Linked DNA regions of Sus scrofa: regions 1 and 2 are each linked to region 3. The links are chromatin contacts, called in public Hi-C and HiChIP or PLAC-seq maps. All regions are on one chromosome and are shown on one strand. Each heading gives the region's core, a stretch centred on a gene start, on an enhancer-like site or on the middle of the called end of the contact. The rest is flanking DNA. Distances are from core to core; before and after follow the strand shown.

Region 1 (3,423 bases), core at 324-2,823, 160 kb after region 3:
ACCAACAGGACTTGACAAATGACCAAAAGAAAAGCAATGAAGGAAATGATAAAAGAAAATCTTAGAATTAAGACTACATAAACATTTTAAAATTTTTATTTCAAAATCATCAAAAAAAAAAAAGTGCTTATCCTACTGTGCTACATAGTATCCAACCTCTTGTAATAGTATCCGGTGGAAGATGATATGAGAAAAAGAATGAATATACATATATATATATATATATATATATATATATATAAAACCAGATCACTTTGATGTACAGCAGAAATTAACACAACACTGTAAATCAACTATAATAAAAAATTTTTTTTTCTTTCCTTTTTAGGGCTGCACCTGAGTTATATGGAAGTTCCTGGGCTGGGGTTCAAATCAGAGCTGCAGCTGCCAACCTACACCACAGCCACAGCAACACAAGATCTGAGCCACATCTGTGACCTACGCCACAGCTCACAGCAACACCAAATCCTTAACTCACCAAGCAAGGCCAGGGATCAAACCCGCATCCTCATGGACACTCTTATCAGACGATGAACTCTCTGAGCCACATCAGGAACTCCTTTAATAAACAAATTTTTAAAAAACTTCTTTAAACAGCAGACTCAAAATATCATTGGCAAAAGGAGTTCCCGTCGTGACCTAGCGGAAATGAATCCAAATAGGAACCATGAGGTTTCGGGTTCGATCCCTGGCCTCACTCAGCGGGTGAAGGATCCAGCGTTGCCGTGAGCTGTGGTATAGATCAAAGATGTGGCTCGGATCTGGCGTTGCTGTGGCTGTAGTGTAGGCTGGCAGCTACAGCTCCAATTTGACTTCTAGCCTGGGAACCTCCATATGCCTCGGGTACAGCCCTAAAAGGACCAAAAAAATTACTGGCAATAAATATGAACAAAATATTAATACTCTTAATTTATTGAACACTTTAAGATATGTAAAGTTTTAAAATTTTTAAGTCGGAGTTCCCGTCATGGCTCAGCAGAAACGAATCTGACTAGCATCCATGAGGACGCTGGTTCCATCCCTGGCCTTGCTCAGTGGGTTAAGGATCTGGCATTGCCGGGAGCTGCGGTGTAGGTCACAGATGCAGCTCAGATCCCATGTTGCTGTGGCTGTGGTGTAGGCCAGCAGCTACAGCTCCGATTTGACCCCTAGCCTGGAGCCTCCATATGCTATGAGTGCGGCCCTTAAAAAAAAAAGACCAATAAATAAATAAATAAAATGTATAAGTAAAATACTCAGACCCCAACACAAACACTAACTTGCAAAAGAGGAGCTATGAACTGTGAATAAATACACAGTATATGCTGCCACACTAACAATCGAATAAATGTAAAATGAAACAGTAACCAGATGTCACTTCCACTTTTAAATTTGGAAATTACTTTGGAAACAGTGGTGAAAATACAGGGAAGTAAGTTTCCAGAAGACACTGCCCGCAGTTGTGAAAATTTGTGCAACCCTCTAAAAAGCTATTTGGTAATATGTGTGTCAAATGTTACTAGCCTTTGGCTCAGTAATTTCCAATTCTGGGAATCTATCCCAAGAAAACAATCAGAGATGCAAATGAAGATTATTGCATAAAGAGAGTCACTGCACAAATGAAAACAGACTCACGGATGTAGAGAACAGACTTGTGGTTGCCAAGAGGGAGGGGAAAGAAGAGGAATGGATGGGAAGTTGGGGCTAACAGACGTAAACTATTACATTTAGAATGGACACGTAATGAGGTTCTACTGTACAGCACAAGGAACTATACCAATCTTTTGGGATAGAATATGATGGACGATAGTATAAGAAAAAGTGTGTGTGTGTGTGTGTGTGTGTGTGTGTGTGTGTGTGTGTATGACTGGATCACTACCAGCAGAAATTGACACAACACTGTAAATCCACTAAACTCCAATAAAAAAATTAATTTTTATCTTTTTTGTTGTTTTGCCTTTTTAGGGTCATACCCGCGGCATATGGAAGTTCCCAGGCTAGAGGTCGAATTGGAGCTGAAGCCACTGGCCTACAGCCACAACAATGAGGGATCTAAGCCACGTCTGTGACCTACATCACAGCTCACAGCAACGCCAGATCCTTAACCCACTGAGCAAGGCCAGGGATAGGACCCACATCCTCATGGATACTAGTCAGGTTCATTAACTGCTGAGCCACAACAGGAACTCCTAAAAAAAAAATTTTTTTTTTTTTTTTTTGTCTTCGTAGGGCTGCACCCACGGCATAAAGAGGTTCCCAGACTAGGGGGTCAAATTGGAGCTATAGGCGCCAGCCTATACCACAGCCACAGCAACGCCAGATCTGAGCCACGTCTGTGACCCACACCACAGCTCACGGCAACGCCGGATCCTTAACCCACTGACTGAGACCAGGGATTGAACCTGCAACCTCGTGGATGCTAATCAGATTCGTTTCCACTGAACCATGACAGGAACTCCTGGAACTCCTAAAAAAATTTTTTAAAAGACCTGAGCCCATCCACCATGGCACAGTTTCTGAAATCCAATCATCCAACCTTGGGTGTGACAGGAGTGGGTCAATGGGAAGGGGGCAATGGATGTGTCTGTAGTTCAAATACATACATACATACATACATACATACACACATACACCATTTAAAAAAAAAAAGATAGTCACTGCATCATCATACTAAGGGAAAAGGTGAAAAATTCTAAGCATTATCCACATGCAAGTTTTATATATATATACACATATTTATATACGCATCAACTATATCTAAGAGGTCAGACCAAAATATGGGGGAATGGGGATGGAAGTGTTACTAGTTGCCTCCAGCAAAGGGAGCAGGGAGAAAAGAGAAGAGGAAGGCTCTTCCTAAGAATTCTGAGTCTTCTGAATTTTGAACCATTTTAATGTATCGCCTATTCAAAATAATTTAACAAATGTAATTAAATGCAATATATTATCAAGTATTTACAAAGAATTTTAACAGAATGGAAAAGATATATTGTTAGAATCTTAAGTTTAAAAACAAGTTGAATTGGAGGTCCTGTCCTGGTCCAGCGGTTAATGAATCTGACTAGTATCCATGAGGATGCAGGTTCAATCCCTGGCCTCACTCAGTAGGTTAAGGATCCAGCGTTGCCATAAGCTGTGGTGTAGGTCACATACTTGGCTCCGATCTGGCATTGCTGTGACTGTGGTGTAGGCTGGCAGCTACAGCTCCAACTAAACCCCTAGTCTGGGAATCTCCATATGCCTCCTTAAAAAAAAAAAAAAAAAAGTGGAACTCCCTTGTGGCACAGAAGGTTAGATTTTGGGCACTGTCACTGCAGCGTAACAGGTTGCTGCTATGGTGAGGGTTCAACTGGGAATTTCCACATGCCTCAGGCACAGCCATTAAAAAAAAAAAAAAAGTACACAGGACTTTATATTCAGAATGATCCAAATAATAACAAAAAA
Region 2 (3,712 bases), core at 419-2,918, 180 kb after region 3:
TCTGAGGCATCAGGGACAGGACAGCCCTTGTTAAAGTCAGGAATTTACTCAGGCTAGACTACAGCTTCATAAAATTTTCCATCAGGAATCCAGAAGTCATTGGGTATAATTAATTCCTTACTTGACAGATAGAGAAACTGAGGTCCCAAGAGGGGAGGGGTCTTGCTGAAGCCTTCTTTTGGGTTTTGTTATTGAGGGAGATTGGAATCCTTCAAAGGACGCCTTTAGCAGGCTCAGAGACAGACATGCTGGAGTTGCTACTCATCCTAGTTTATAATAAGATTTTGACAAGTTTCACACAGCTTTTATCAGAAACATACAGAAGCAAAATGACGTAATCTGAGCTTTTTATACACGCATCTCCCCCCAGATAGGCTTATATTGAGCTGAAATTAGATGCTTCCTAAACAGTCATGGTTTCAGAAAGACAAGCCAGTCCCAAACAACTAGAGAAACTGATGAACTCCTGAGAAAGTTCCACCAAGTTCTCCGGAGAATCCCTACAAAGGCCTGCGGGGGAAACTTCAGGCAGCCCGGATCTCTCCACACCCGCGGCCGGGCTCTTCGGCGGGGCCACACTTACCCTTCCCGGCGCGGCGGCGGCGGCTTTGGACGGGCCGTAGTCTCGGGGACTCCGGGGTCGCAGGAGGTCGTGGGCTCGCGGTGGTGCGGGAGGCCGGGGCAGCAGGTCTCGCGGACCCGCATCCCCGCAGCCCCCGCCGCTCACGGCGACCCTGAAGGCCATGTGCGGGCCGAGGCCAGCGGGCCCCCGGCCGGGGCCCGGAGCGCCGGGGGCCTCCTTCGGCCTCTTGTCTGAGTGCGCCTCGGCCACCTCGCAGTGCATGGCGCCGGGGCGGGGCGCGCCGCTGGGGGTCGCGCCTGCTCCTGCGGAGGGGAGAAAGCACAGCCGCGTTAGAATGAACCGAGCGGTGCCCTGGCAGGCCCGGGGCCGAGGTTTGGGCAGGTCACCATCCCTGCGTTTTCTCCTCCTCTTGAAAACGGGTTAACGCCACCACACGCACGCTAACCTGACAGACCTACCTAATTCGCGTAAAGGCCCCTTCCAGGGCGCGGGAACCGCTGGCACGTCCTTCCCCGGCTTGCGAAGGGCCCGGCCCCTCAATCCTTCCCCACCAAGCCCTCTCTGGACGAAGGGGTAAACTGAGGCTCGGAGAAGGGAGGGCGCCCGTGCGCGTCACCCGAGAGACATGGGCCGGGAGGCGGCCAGAGATGCCCCGGGCACGGCTCTGGCGAGGCTGCGGAAACGGCTCCGGATGGGTCACGGGCTGCACGTTTCGTCTCGTGGGCGCTCCGGGACCCGGCTGCGCTCCGGGACGACGGGCGGCGCACCCACCAGCCGGGGTACAGACCCTCCGAGATCCCACCACCACCACCGCCCCCCGAGCCGCGAAAAGAGGAGTCGGAGGATGGGCGCTCACTCCCGCGACGCGAACCCATCACACGCACCCAGATACGCACACTCCCACGCGCAGCTGGGAAAATGAACCGATCGCGCATGAAAACGCGCACAAAGTCGATAGGCCAGGCGCGCCCGCTCCCACGCACACCACACACCCCGCAAATGCACACTCGGGGACACGATGCGCCACACATACTACCCCCATTCACCCGCTCAGACTCTCAGCAACACTAGCTGCCGCACTCCCATACTCCACACGCGCGCGCGCCCGGCGCCCCTCCGCAGAGCCTCGGGCCTTCCATTATCCCTCCCGCAAAAGTGCCCCGGGCCCCCCAAACTCTCCGCTCGCGCTCCTCGCCCCTTCCCCAAGCCCCCCAATTCCACCGTCCCCGGGACACCCTCCTCCGAGGCGGGCCTGGCGCCCGCCCCTTTCCCGAGCCGCCGGCCGCGCCCCCTCTCACCTCGCCCCCTCTCACCTCACCGCGGCCGCTGCAGCTCGCTCGCGGGGCGCACGACTCGGCGCGCCTCCACCGGCGCCGCAGCCCCCACAGCCGCCGCGTCCAGCGGGGCGGCTCCCCGGGCGGGGGCGGGGCCGAGGCTTGCCTGACAGCCGCTCCAGCCAATGGCTTGCTGCGGCCGCCTCGCCGACACCAATCGCGGCGCGAGGGCCGGGCCTTCGCGCCTGGGGGCGAGGGCCAGCCGGGCGTGAGGCAGGGCGGAGAGTTTGACAGGCGGCGGTCGGCGGCACCCGGTGCCGCCCGGCCCCCTCCTCTGGCTGCCGCTCAGGGCAGGCCCGCGGGGCGGCGCGGCCAGCGGGAGGGCTCGGTCGTCCGGGCTGGGCCGGCCGGGGCGATGGGGCGCATTGGGTGTCAGGAAAGCCGGCCTCGACCTGCCTCATCTCCGCCTTTCCCAGCAGCTGAGGCAGGAGCCTTCCACCGTCCAGGGTCAGTTTTGCCCGGGTCAGATGTGAGCAGCCAAGCCTGCTAACGTGGAGGCCGTGGATGTGAAAGTGTTTGCAACGTCTTCCTGCAGACGCCGACCCGCTCATTCCAGAGCTCTCACAGATTTCCCAGCGGGTCAGCAGCAAAGGTGGGACCCGAAGCCAGAGCTCGCAGACCACTTTTGTTTTGACGGTGTGTTTTTCACCAAAAAGAAACCAGGCTAGAGGGTCTCATTTGGAAGCGAAAAGATAAAAATAGATAACCTGGCTCCCAACCAGAAAATACCCCAATTGAATCTGTGACTCTGTCTGGGGGAAGGACCCCAGCACCTCAATTTTTAGCGAGCCCCCAGGAGGTCCTTACAGCCCTGGGCCTTGAGACCCCCTCCTCTAAGTTCCTCCAGGGCCTGGCACCTGCTTCCCCTGGGTTCCCTGGCTCCCCTCACAGACAGCGGTTCCCAGCGAGCCCTGCCCCATGTGTAGAAAGAACACTGGAGGAAGAAGAAGACTTGAGGGTGATTGGAAGCAGTGGCTGAGTTCCCTTCTCTGGACCTCAGTTTCTTCCGGTATCAAATGGGGTCATTCACTCAGGCCGCCTCTATCTGCCAAGGCAGGTTCCAGCCAGACCCCTGAGAGGGTGTCTACTTTTCATGTTGGCCTGCCCCACTCTGCATTCTTGACTGGTGATCTGGGCCCCACCAAGGGCCCTGCCTGACTCCACACTCTTTGAAGAGAGGGGTCAGGTCTCTTTGGCCTTGGTCTCAAAAGGAAAAATATGATGGGGCAGCAGGTCAGGTCTCACAGCACAGGATTCTACACAGAGGAAGAAACTTCAGGCAGCACTCTCAGATCCTTGGAAAACTGGGATTTTATTTATTATGTACTTATTTATTTATTTTTGCTTTGGGGGGCTGCACCCACAGCATATGAAGGTTCCAAGGCTAGGGGTCAAATCGGAGCTGTAGCCTCTGGCCTACACCACAGCAACGCCAGATCCCAGCCATATCTGTGACCTACACCACAGCTCATGGCAATGCCAGATCCTTAACCCACTGAGCCAGGGATAGAACCTGAATCCTCATGGATACCAGTCAGATTCGTTTCTGCTGCTCCAAGACGGGAACTCCAGAAAACTGGGATTTTAGAATCACAGAATCCTAAAATTTGATGCACTATATTTGATTAAATGTAGCATCTTACACTTAGAGAGCTGTACTGGTAGAAGGGACCTTAGAGCTTTAGTTAGATCCACCCCCAGGTGCAGAGAAGAGAGAATGTGACTGGCCCACAGCAATATGGTGAGGTATGGCAGAGCTGGCACAGGAATCCAGGTGTCCTGACTCCCAGTCCAG
Region 3 (3,350 bases), core at 96-2,595:
TTGAGCTGAAACAATAGCAGCTAACATTTACTGGGCCCTGTTTCAAGTGCTTTACACATTATGAGTGTTTTAATCCTGACAATAATTCCATGAGATAGCGTATTATTATTGTTGTTGTTGTTGTTGTTCACATTACAGAGGTGTAAACAGTCACAGAGCAGTATCCTGCTCCAGTCACGCATCTAGGAAGGGGCAAAGGAGAAGCTCTGAGGCATTAAGGGAAGGTCACGGCCCAAGCACCCCCTTTGCTTTGGCTGTGCCCGTGGCATGCCTAAGTTTCTGGGCAAGGGATTGAACCCTGGCCACAGCATTGACCCCGGCTGCTGCAGGGCTGATGCCAGATACTTAACCCAGCACAAGGGAATTCCCTCATGGCCCAATCTTGAGCCATGACACCAACTGGAAAGCTATGCTTCCTGGGACTGATATGGGGCAGAGCAGCCAGGGACCCCGAAAAGGCAACTTAACTCTGGGACAGGAGGCAGAGCCACCAGGCTGAGCCCACCTCACAAGGTTTTCTGTTTCCTTTGCCAAACTTGGGGAATCTGGGTTCAATTTTATTCAGGAAGGATTCAGTTTTCTTCAGCCATGCGTGCTCAAATTGGGTGGAGACTGCAGACCCTGGCTCAGGAACTGACCCACTGCAAATCATGGATGATGTTTGCAGCCATTAGCACCAAAGGGAGCCCAGCCCTTAGCGCATTAGCAAGGGAGCTTCCAGGGCCTTTCTCTGCAGTAGGTCTGGGCAGGAAGGAGGTAGTGCTGGGGGAACAGAGGGCTCAGGGAGAGAAAGTCTTGACCCAGGGGTTGGAGGGTTAGATCTGACTATGCTTGGAAAGAACACCCACTCACACACAGCCAGGTTCCCGCTGCCCTCTGACATCTCGGTTTTGGGCGCCCACCCAGGTTGGACATCAGACGAGCTTTATGCAAGAAGATGGTTCATCAGACATTCTTGTTATGCAACACAAATAGTGGAAGATGAGGAACAACCGAAATATCTGACAGGGGGAGCAAAGCTGAGCAGACTGCACCACAATCCTCATGATGGGCTACAAAAAACAGTTGTGATGACGCATCTAGAATCACAGGAAATGTCTTTGCCACGGTGTTACATGTATCAATGCCCATTACTGTCAATAATTCTCTCGACAACCCCATTGGGAGCCTGAAGCACCTCATCCGAGATGAGGCTGGACTGGCCTTTGGCTTGCGCACCGTTCTCACTCTAAAATCCCAGCAATGAATTTGAAATCACTCCTCACTGAGCACTTACTATGTGCCAGACATTGTGCTAAGCGCGATGTCACACATGGACGGGAACAAGACCAAAGAAAACATTCCTCTGCGGTGGTTTGAGTCATCCGTTCTCTTTTTGGTTTTGCAAAATTTCAAACATGTGATTATGTCATATTCATGCAAAGAAATTCAAAACGCCCGCCTTGGGAATGCAGTGAGGCCTAGGGACGTCACGAGGCAGCTCTTTGGGAACTGTGGTGGCCCAGTGACACCCAGCCCTGGGTCCCCAGGTCCCCAGCATGGAGGCCACTCACAGCTGGTGCTCCAGCCGCCTGGGTGGGGGAGGGGTGGAGCCTCAGGCTACTTCCTCTCTTCCCCCTGGTCCAGGCCCTGATCTGTCAAATGGAGTAACCACTCTGCCCACTGCCTCCCGGGTGCTGGGAGGATGCCAGGTCACACAGTCACTTTACGGCAGGCAGCTCAGGGGTCTGGGGGACCAACATGATGCCTCACAAAGGGGCTGCCCTTCTTAGGGACCCTGTGAGCACCGCTGACAGAGCGCTATTGGCAGTGCTGCCCCCACGAGGGCCTCTTCCACTTGTGAGCTCTGCCTGTTCCACCCTTTCCGTCCTCTGCCCACAGAATCAAGGCTCTACACCCGGGCCTGACAATTCAGAGTCCCCATGTCATGGCCCAAGCCTCCCTTCCTGCTGCCCTTTCTCTCCCTATACTCCACTCCCTTCCCCGGATACACCAGGGGACCTGCTTCCTGGTCCCTCTGCCTGCAATGTCCTTGGACACCAGTGCTCTCGTCACCACTCCAGGCCCTGCTCAATCTCATTTTCTCCAAGAAATTTTCCCAGACACCCTCTCCAACATCTCACATGGTCCTCAACTTGGGGACACAGTGGGGGCTACAGGCTCCTGGGTTCAAATCACAGCCTGGGCTGGGCTAGATACTCCTCTCTCCCAGCCAGTGTGAGCCCTCCTCCCACACCCTACACCCAACATACACACACCCAGTGCACATCCAACATACACACCTAAACACACACACACACCCAGCCTATACCCACTACAGGTGCACATACAGCAAACAGATTCTCAAACACGCTCCTCCAAACACACATGTGCCTTGACCAGATGCACATCCAACATAGTCAACACCCACTGCTACAGCATACACCTGACACACACACACTGCACCCTCAACACACACCCAAACACTCAACCACACTCCCAAACTACTCCCCTAAACACCAGCACAGGCCACGACCACAAATCCCCAAACTCAAACTCCACATATACACGCACACTCACTCAACCCAACCACACACACACACACACATCTACCGGAGGAGTGTGTTTCCAAGTGTGCTCTGGGAGTGTGTGTTGGATGTGGGTGTTGATGCGTAGGGGCACGTGGGTGTGCAATGGGTACATGTCTATCTCTACCACATGCTCCCCAACCACGTCCCCATTATGTGTGAACTTGACTGCACAAACATCTCCATCCCACACCAAAGCCCACACACTCTCCAGTCCCAATCCCAGACATCAGCTCCACAACCACACACATTTCAACCACGCTGCCAACAACCGGCACACATACCACACAGATGTAATCACACAAACGCAAGTAGCCACTGTCTCCTGATCCCCTCCCCACTCTCACAGACCCCCCCTGCCACGCCCAAAGATGGAACCCCCTGGACCCTCCCCTACCCGCTCCCCAGACCTCACCACGCACCCCATTTCCCCTGCTTGGGCAGGCTCTTTGCAGGGGAGCCAGGTGGCAGGGGCACGAGCAGCCGCACCAAGCCTGCCTTTTCAGGTCCCCTGGTGACACTCCTGCCTGCTCTTTATTCTTCCCTTGTTCATTGATGATGAAAATACTTTTAAACCAACCACAAAGATTGTTGTCCTCATCTTTCTTTTTTCTTTTTCTTTCTTTTCTTTTCTTTCTTTTTTTTTTTATAAAAACCAAAACCAACAGATGCATTTGGAGACCTTCTGATTTTCCTCCGGGGTGATTTATGTGACCACAACCAATTCTTGGAGAAGAAAAGCAAACATTTCCCTGGTCTCATAGAAACATTCCCCCACTGCAC

What was found. A called contact is a pair of places that touch in the nucleus more often than the background predicts. HiChIP or PLAC-seq counts read pairs in DNA pulled down with a chosen protein or histone mark.
Region 1: an H3K27ac HiChIP or PLAC-seq map of alveolar macrophages shows a contact between it and region 3. The contact joins two enhancer-like sites. A contact is called at or near these places in 2 of 47 Hi-C or Micro-C datasets (embryonic fibroblasts and mesenchymal stem cells) and 1 of 2 datasets of contacts at active chromatin or transcription factors (alveolar macrophages).
Region 2: a contact with region 3 is called in a Hi-C map of embryonic fibroblasts, with 2.5 times the contacts expected there. The contact joins two enhancer-like sites. A contact is called at or near these places in 3 of 47 Hi-C or Micro-C datasets (embryonic fibroblasts and mesenchymal stem cells) and 1 of 2 datasets of contacts at active chromatin or transcription factors (alveolar macrophages).

What each region holds. Positions count from the first base shown.
Region 1 is chr6:158,554,216-158,557,638 of Sscrofa11.1, reverse strand. No RefSeq gene overlaps it. Among named protein-coding and RNA genes, the nearest start is that of NDC1, 97 kb to the right of the region's middle. Within about 2 kb of position 1,573, at least 2 of the 83 cell types and tissues checked have an H3K27ac peak or open chromatin away from gene starts, as enhancers often do. A contact at or near this core is called in alveolar macrophages, where this site is marked.
Region 2 is chr6:158,534,952-158,538,663 of Sscrofa11.1, reverse strand. No RefSeq gene overlaps it. Among named protein-coding and RNA genes, the nearest start is that of NDC1, 78 kb to the right of the region's middle. Within about 2 kb of position 1,668, at least 40 of the 83 cell types and tissues checked have an H3K27ac peak or open chromatin away from gene starts, as enhancers often do. A contact at or near this core is called in alveolar macrophages and embryonic fibroblasts, where this site is marked.
Region 3 is chr6:158,714,871-158,718,220 of Sscrofa11.1, reverse strand. All of the region lies in intron 2 of GLIS1 (zinc finger protein GLIS1), which reads right to left. Among named protein-coding and RNA genes, the nearest start is that of GLIS1, 44 kb to the right of the region's middle. Within about 2 kb of position 1,345, at least 11 of the 83 cell types and tissues checked have an H3K27ac peak or open chromatin away from gene starts, as enhancers often do. A contact at or near this core is called in alveolar macrophages and embryonic fibroblasts, where this site is marked.